Regions from separate parts of the Mus musculus genome. Here regions 1 and 2 are each linked to region 3. The links are chromatin contacts, called in public HiChIP or PLAC-seq maps. All regions are on one chromosome and are shown on one strand. The core of a region is the stretch at or near the end of the contact, and the rest is flanking DNA. Distances in the headings are between cores, read along the strand shown.

What was found. HiChIP or PLAC-seq counts read pairs in DNA pulled down with a chosen protein or histone mark.
Region 1: a contact with region 3 is called in an H3K4me3 HiChIP or PLAC-seq map of bone marrow-derived macrophages, with 2.6 times the contacts expected there. The contact joins the enhancer-like site here to the promoter of Blmh in region 3. A contact is called at or near these places in 2 of 15 datasets of contacts at CTCF or cohesin (large pre-B cells and pro-B cells), 6 of 484 Hi-C or Micro-C datasets (the Ba/F3 cell line, DN3 thymocytes, Th1 cells and 3 more), 8 of 115 datasets of contacts at active chromatin or transcription factors (the 230-238 cell line, T-cell acute lymphoblastic leukemia, bone marrow-derived macrophages and 3 more) and 3 of 9 other capture datasets (adipose tissue, liver and pancreatic islet).
Region 2: a contact with region 3 is called in an H3K4me3 HiChIP or PLAC-seq map of the 230-238 cell line, with 19 read pairs. The contact joins the enhancer-like site here to the promoter of Blmh in region 3. A contact is called at or near these places in 1 of 484 Hi-C or Micro-C datasets (nephron progenitors), 4 of 115 datasets of contacts at active chromatin or transcription factors (the 230-238 cell line, effector CD8 T cells, embryonic stem cells and 1 more) and 1 of 9 other capture datasets (liver).

What each region holds. Positions count from the first base shown.
Region 1 is chr11:77,099,063-77,101,762 of GRCm38.p6, forward strand. The region is part of intron 17 of Efcab5 (EF-hand calcium binding domain 5); the gene reads right to left. Among named protein-coding and RNA genes, the nearest start is that of Nsrp1, 22 kb to the left of the region's middle. Within about 2 kb of position 1,274, at least 27 of the 459 cell types and tissues checked have an H3K27ac peak or open chromatin away from gene starts, as enhancers often do. A contact at or near this core is called in the 230-238 cell line, bone marrow-derived macrophages and pro-B cells, where this site is marked.
Region 2 is chr11:76,733,500-76,736,199 of GRCm38.p6, forward strand. Gosr1 (golgi SNAP receptor complex member 1) reads right to left here. Exons shown (of 9, transcript NM_016810.4): 8 at 1,070-1,152. Among named protein-coding and RNA genes, the nearest start is that of Gosr1, 29 kb to the right of the region's middle. Within about 2 kb of position 1,257, at least 72 of the 459 cell types and tissues checked have an H3K27ac peak or open chromatin away from gene starts, as enhancers often do. A contact at or near this core is called in the 230-238 cell line, effector CD8 T cells and memory CD8 T cells, where this site is marked.
Region 3 is chr11:76,944,221-76,946,920 of GRCm38.p6, forward strand. It overlaps Blmh (bleomycin hydrolase), which reads left to right and starts at 1,436. Exons shown (of 12, transcript NM_178645.4): 1 at 1,436-1,673; 2 at 2,022-2,219. The coding sequence starts at 1,661.

The sequences.
Region 1 (2,700 bases), core at 24-2,523, 150 kb after region 3:
TCAATGTGTCTCTGGTTAAAGAGTTTCCCCCAATCTGGTGACAGAGAGAGAGGAAGTCAAACAGAACCTCCTGAGTCCCCAAAACTCCTAAATGTCTTCAAAAGGATTTTCCCCGGCAAAGTTCAAATCAAGTACGAGTGATGAAGTGAAAACGTTTTCAGACATAAAATCCTCTTCCTCAGACAACCACTACTGGAGGAGGGCACAGAGGTCAAGGGCTTGCTCAGCTAAGTGTGGGACCCTCGGTCCTAGACCCAGCACTTAAGGAAAAGCCAGGAGAAAGGTAACTGCTATTGGGTAAGGACGACCAGTGAGAGACTTTGGAGCTGTCAGTCCTGAATGGGACACTGTTATCGAACTCCTCCCCTCAAGGCTTAAGGTCTGTGTGGAAGAGGAGACAGACAGACAGACTGACTGTAAGAGCCAGAGGTGGGGGATGAAGCCAAGGAACAACGTCTTCTAGACCCGACAAGGTTGCTACACGTACGAACTCACAGAGACTGTGACACGTTCAAGCTAGACAAAATCCCAGCACAGAGAAGGGGAAGCGGACACAAAGTTCCATCCCTAACCAAGAAGCTATTTGGAGATGGTTCCTGCTGGGAAAGGGACACTCAGTTTTCCCGGGTGGGGTGTCTATCAACCACACTCCAGATCCTATGCTCTTCCCGGCATGTCCAATCTCGGAGAGAACCTGCAGATATTGCCGGTACCATCTCATGCTTCCTGAATAAGAGATTTTTTTTTTTAACATAGCCTGTTTTTTTTTTTGGGGGGGGGTTGTTTGTTTGTTTGTTTTGTTTTGTTTCGAGACAGGGTTTCTCTGTATAGCCCTGGCCGTCCTGGAACTCACCTTGTAGACCAGGCTAGCCTCGAACTCAGAAATCCGCCTGCCTCTGCCTCCTGAGTGCTGAGATTAAAGGCGTGCGCCACCACGCCTGGCGATTTTTTTTTCAAAGCTGCAGGAAGGCCACACAAACTTTGTATAATAGATTGCCCCTGCCACAAGGGTCCTCTCCTGACACAAACAGAAAGATGCACCCAAAGAATGCTTTCTCTTTTCTCAAGAATGGAACTTAGAATTTCCTGATAGAATTTTATCTAAATGAGAGGGGACTGATATATCCCGGTGACCTAATAGCTTTGTTGGTTGCTACAGAGACTGATAACACTAAAAGGTTGTTAGTTTCAAAAGGGAAACCTGCCAATTGTTGGTTTCTGGCTGCGTCCCGGTCTATAACTTGCAGTTCTGATTTCTGCCACACGAGGGCACTATCGGAAAGCAAAACGCAGTATTTCCGTGGTCAAGGATGCTGAAGGAAAGGCTAGAGTTCAAAGACTGGGCGAGTGGTGGAAATTTGCATGTGTTCTGAGCAGAGCAGGTGGCTCTAACAGGCAAATTTGAGGCAGAGTCTAAAGAGATTCCTTTGAGGCATTGTGTCCTGCCACAGGAGCCTTTAGCAGCTCCCCAGATTGGGGGATGGGCTTATTAAGGACACACACCTGCAGGGTGTAGAATGGCAAGGCCTGTCCCTTATGCTTATTCCTTATGTCAGAGGGACTGGATTGAAGATCGGTGGGTGCCTATGTCCTTGTCCAAGAAGGGGAACATCACTCAGGAACACAAGGAATCCTGGCATTAAGCTCTAGGTGGAGGGGCTGGCAAGTTGGCGGGGTCAAAGAGGAACAAGGTCACAGGGAGAATACCAATTAGACAAACTGGTCTGCTGGAGTTCATTATAGATGTTAGTTCTCCCCCAAAGGAGGAACCAGAGACTAAAGGTGGGGGTAGGGCCAGGGAGACTGAGGTTGAAGCTAGGCATCCTGGGGGACAGATACAGGCTTCTCTGAACTCCAAAGTCCTCAAATATAAAGTATATGAGAGTATACACTGGGCAGGTCTTAATGATACAGGTCTGTAACCCTAGCCACTTAGAGCCCAAGGCAGGAGGATCACAAGTTCAAGGCCTGCCTAAGCAATTGAGTGAGACTCTTTCAAAATAAAAAGTAAACAGAGCATAGGAGGTCTAGCTTGGTGGTAGAGTGCTTACCGAGCAAGTATTCAGTAACACACACACACACACACACACACACACACACACACACAGAGCAAACAGTAAACACTATCCAGTTGTTTTTATTGCTGATTGCCGATGTTACTTGTTCCCTTCAACGATCGATCCTTAGAAGTCAGATCTGTGTGGTGCCTGTGAATGTAGGCTACCATGACTGAGCTCAGAGACATGAACTGTTGCTCATATAGAATTCCAAATAGAAGTTTCAAACCGGATTCACATTACTCATGGTGCACACTAATTCTCTGGGAGCCCCAGGCACTCTTAGGCTTCTGGGAGTGCCTCACTGTCCTAGCAACATCCTGATGGCATCACCACACCACAAGCTCAGTGCTCTGCCACCCATGTCTACAGCCTGAGGGGCGAGGCTCCCATCCCTGCCATTGCTTTTATCTTTTCCTTGTCCCTGGGGTCTCTCAGTTCTGAGCTTCGCAACCTAATATATGTATCACAGAAGCCCAGAAAGCCTCCTACTTGGTGGAGGAGAGGGAGAGAGAGAGAGAGAGAGAGAGAGAGAGAGAGAGAGAGAGAGAGAGAGAGAAGAGAGAGAGAAGAGAGAGAGCCGGAAGAAACCTGCATCTGTCCTCAGGGTGCTTAGCTCCAGGCTTGGTCTCCCCAGCCCTAC
Region 2 (2,700 bases), core at 7-2,506, 210 kb before region 3:
TCATTTTCCTACGGGGAGAAGCTTACGGGCCAGCCTGGGGTAAGCAAAGGAACAGCAGACACCCCGTCTCACAGTAGTGGAAGACAAGGACTAGTGTCTGAGGTTGGCCTCTGACTTCCACATGCGTGCCACAGAAACATGCAATGCACACAAAGAAAGAAAGATCATGGGAATTTGAAATGTGAATCTCCACTTTGCCAAATTGTCCTGGCCCTGTGGATATGGGCCAGGCCCCTTTCTTGAGCCTACTTCTTTATCTGCAAAAAAAATCAAAAAGTCCCCACTCTGTCCCCTCTATGGGGTGAGAGAACGCAGTGTGGGTAAGGCAGTGTGCTGTGTAAACTGCCCAGCATGTGTGAGCACACGTGGTTTGGGATGTGTGCTTTTTACACTTGACTAGTAACAACATTGACAAAGGACTGGAAAGTGCCAAGCAATGCCAGGGATATCCTCTTTCTTAGGCAATTAGATCTCAGGGTAAGAGTGCCCTTAAACTACTACGGACCAGACGATGTTCACCGTTTGAAAATCCCAAGTTCCTCCTCACAGTCATCTGGGAAGACCCCACCCCTGAGCGTCTCTGGTGCAGTCTTATCTACTTTAAGTTGAGAAGCTAAAACTTTAAAGCAGAGGTCACAACTGACAAGTGGAGCCTCTCCTCCGCCCTGGGACTTGTGTAGTCACAATCTACCAACAGGTACAGCACACCTGCAGTGTCCCCGCCCCTTCCAGTTGCCTACAACTGACATCCTCCAAAGTGGCAATTAAACCACAGTGTGAGGCGGGGTGGTCACGAACACATGCAGGGAATACTAATGTGGAGTCAGAGCTTTTAAGGACAAAAATAATTTGTGAATACTTTTGTAAATATAAATATCTATAATGAAATCTCTGGTGAGCTGTTCTCTAGAAATAGTGTTAAACATAAGTTTATCACAAAGTAAAGCAGTCCTCACACGATTCAATTGCTAAGGGCTCTACCAGTGTGCATAATTTGCACCTCTACCCCAATAAAACGGAGAACAAAAAGAACAAGCCCTTCACCCCACCAACATTTCACAAAGGATACTGGCCAGAGTGTTCATCTTGCTGTGAATTGACTTGAGCATTCCTCTCTGGGAAGTCATATTCTCTTTTGTTGCCATAGCAATGCTTCAAGGGGAGAAAAGAGACAATTTGAGTTGGCACGGGGGCACTACATTGTTCAGATCTTCACCCCTCTAAAGACAAACAGAAAGCTACAGTGATAATGGGTACCAATCCCTGCCCAGCTTCCTGCCCACTGTTACACAGGAAGTCTTGTTATGAGTCATCTTGTGTTTTCTTCAAAGTAACAAATGAAATGAGACATTAAGAGACAAATCATACGTTACAAAGCTTCTTCAGTGGCTTAAAGAAACCAACCACTAAAATAATTTTAATCAGGAAAAACTGTTAAGAGGAACGAAACACCATTAAAAAAAAAATCATGAGCATAAGAAAGGGGCCCAAGTGACACCCACATTCAACCAGCTTCCAACATATAAACAAAGGGGGACTGAAAATTCGAGAAGAACTCAGTAGGCAGATCTCAGGATTCACTAAACACACTGTGAGAGGGGAAGAGCGGCTCTTTTACGGAACAGCCACGCTGACCACCTGTTATGAGTTGACCCTCTTCTGCTGTCACTTCCAGTCAGGTATTTTCATGATTCGCCCCGATAGGAGGATCCTAGAGAGTAGGGTCAGTGTCCACTTTGGTAAGTAACACAGAAGAGGGTGCTTTAGAGAGTAACATAGAAAATGCAAAGGGGCAGTTTTGGTTAGATAGGATCAAGAATCATTGTACTCCTTTGAAATAGTCTAAGAATAAAGATAACTCTAAAACTTATTTTAAAAAGAGTCCTGGAAATTGGGGGAAATGCTCGCTAGATACAATTTCCTGGTGTACCTTAGGCACATTTTCTTCCGTGGAGTGTCCAGAACAAAAGCACTCCCTCTGGGGAAGGACTGTTTGAATCCCTGGTTCCCTGGAAGCTGGCCAGAGGGGCTCCGTAAACCTTCTCAAGCAAGAGACCTACACGGAAGCCCTGGAGCCTGGCAGTGGGAGGCTGCAGACCTGGTGGTCTCGGGGCTGAGGAAAGAACCCCTGCTCCCTTGGCTCCTGTGCTTGCAGAGGGACTGAGGCCATGGGGCTTCCAGGCTCCTGGAGGAGACAATCACCCAGGCCATCCACTGGTGGCAAGCTGCTGGGCATTCATGGGCAAAGCCTCACAGAACAGGCTGCTAGGTGTTTACTGAAGAGAGATGCTAGAGGAATGACAATTAGTCAAGATAATTTCACTACTGAGAAGAATACAATGAATGTGTAAGGAGACACATAGAAGGATATTTACTGAAGTAAAAAACCAAAACGAAAACCAAAACCAAAACCAAAACCCAGCAACAAAAATATCAGAAAACACCCAAAGAAGCCAATGACCTCAAAGAACAAAAGCAGAAAGGCTTAAGTTTGGCAAAGGCTGTTTGGAAAATCAAGGAGTGGCTGTCTAATGAGTGGCCAGGAAATGGTCACTGAAGATAAAGAAATGAAGAGTTACTGACAGGCACACTGGTGACATAAAGGAAGCAGAAGAACGAGACTATCTTTCATAATGCTGCCAAGACGACCTGGGAAGCTATCTGTGGGGCTCTGGCCAAGGAAGGTGAAGCAAGTTCGTG
Region 3 (2,700 bases), core at 186-2,685:
TGGTAGCCAGAAGGAAGTGTTGGCTGGACCCATTGGAACTGGACTTACAGTTTTCTGACTTGAGTGTTGGGACCCGAACTTGGGTCCCCTGGAAGATCATCAGCAAGTGCTTTTATCTGCTGGGCTATCTCCCAGTCCCACATCATGAGTCTCTTGATGACAAGATTAAAGTTTTTAATTTTTTTTATATCAGCAGAAACTTGCTGAGGACCTGTTACACCACAAATGTTGAATACAATTTTATTCTTTGGGCTGAGTCCAATTGGGCAGGAAGTTTGAACATCATTTTTATTGTTTATTTATTTGTTTGTTTATTTATTTATTTATTTGGTGAAAGGGCCCATGATTTCTTTCAGCATGAGTTGTAGCTTGTTTCTTTTTTCTTCAGAAAATGGAAAAAATAAAAAAAAAAGCCCCACAGGATAGGGTAGTTGATGGGCTCCCTTGGAGATGGTTGCTATGTCGAATTGCAGGTCTTTAGCTAAGTCTCTCAGGGACACAGAGACTGAATTCTCAAGTGACAGATGGCTGTCTGCATGTGGCACTTTCCAGACATCAGAATTCCTCTGAACCATGGGTGATTTTCAATTTAAGACTTAGGTTTTAGGCTCCATGGAAAATCTGAATAGTAAGGCTACAGTGTGCATTTGTACTTATTTTATTATGCAGTGGACTCTCCCGCCCCGTCTTGAAAAACTGATTAATTATCTCGAAGACTCTGTGTGTGTGTGTGTGTGTGTGTGTGTGTGTGTGTGATTTACAGGTTTTGTAGATATTAGCAAAAAAAAAAAAAAAAAAAAAAGCATAAAATTGACGTAATCATTCTCCTTAGCCCAAGCTGGGCTCAATAGGAACCACTCATGAGCCTTGCGAAGCCCAGAATGTGTAGATGAAATGAGCAGATGTGTATTTGTAGAACCGTGGTAGTAGCTTATGGGTGGGTGGGAAAGAGATTGGTTCCAAAATCCTTTCAAATACAAGAACTTTGTTCTCACTAGACTCTAAGCAACAAGTTGCAATTGAAAAAGATGAACAGATTGGTCAGCTAAGTGCCTACAGGAAAAGCCTTTGGGTGGATTTCTTGAGATCTGCCGTCCCATGGCTAATTTTGGGTCCCTTACTTCCTTTTCACTTCACAAAACCTCCTCTGGCTTCTCAAAGGAGTTCTAAGCGTCAGTTTCCCCAATGCTAGACAGTGAGGGATCTGGGTTCATCAGCACGGAACCCTCAGCCTCCTTCCTCTAGGAGCTTGGGATCCCGGGAGGGCGCCCTTGAAGCCAGGAAGAGGGATCACAGATGGCGGAGGGCGCAGCCGAGGCGAAGAGTGAGCAATGCTGGCAGTGGGGGCTGCAATCGTGGGTGGCTTCGCCCTGCCGCTCCCGGGCCGAGGTGCGGGCCCCAGAGTCTGAAAGGCCGCCCCTGTCGGCCCTCCCCCGGGCGGGGCTAGCCCCGATGGCGCTGACTCAGCAACGCGAGGGGGGAGTTTTGTCCCTCCGCGGACCCCGTTTCTCTCGGCCACCATTGAGCGGGTTTCCTTCTTCCGGCGCTTAGGGTGCGAGAACCAGGTCCGGCCAGCTAGGCAGCGGACTGTAGTGTAACCCCAGAGCTCACCTGAAAACCCTGAAAACTAACGTTTCCTCCACGAAGCAGTTTGGGCGCCATGAACAACGCAGGTGAGGCACCGCTGGTACCACGAGTGTTTTCCCGGGTCCTCTCCCGGGCTCGGCGGACCCGTGAGGCCCGGCGGCGTGAAAGGCCGTGGGATGGGATGGGGGTGGGTGGGGAGGGGGGGACGGACCTAGGCGAGGGCCGGGATGTAGCCCTCCGGGAGGGTGGGAGAGCACCAGGAGAGAGACGACATCACGCGGGGAGGATGCCGGGAGAGGGCTTTCTGGTACAGCACTCTGCAGGATGCTCTTGCGAAGTTAAATCTAGGATCTACGGTGACCCTATCCTAAAGCTGTCCCCGTCAGCCTCTTTGGGAGGGGATATAATTATAATGGCGTTTGATCTTCCCACAGGACTAAATTCGGAGAAGGTATCTGCTTTGATCCAGAAACTAAATTCTGACCCTCAGTTCGTACTTGCCCAGAATGTCGGGACCACCCACGATCTGCTGGACATATGTCTGAGGAGGGCCACGGTCCAGGGTGCTCAGCATGTGTTTCAACACGTTGTGCCTCAGGAAGGCAAGCCAGTCACCAACCAGAAGAGCTCTGGTGAGGTCTACGACTTCTTGCCTACTTTATTGACAGCAGCACATTTTGTTGTCCTAAAAATGGCCCTGGGATAACAGAGCTTTGTAGCATTGACAGAACTTGTAGTAAGCCAGAGAATAGGCACTAGAAAAGGGCAGGCCCAAGAACATCACCTGTGTGGTGGCTTCAGTGTTCTGTGGCCTATTAGCATTTAGTTTGTTTCCTAACGTGACAGATGGTGGTCTTTGAATGCATATCATCATGTTTTGATATTATGTGATGTTGGATGTGTGCGGTTTGTTCTCGTGCAGTTTTAATCTTAACAGTTCATCTAGAAGTAGCAGAAGAGAGAAACAGCTTATCAAGTTGCAGACAGATAAACCTAAAGCAAAAGATGAGCTATGTACTAACAGATTTGGCCTGTGCCAAATAATTAATAATTAATGGAAAAATATCCATACCATAGGAGATGTCCCAGAATTGCCCTAAAGTCCAAATGTAT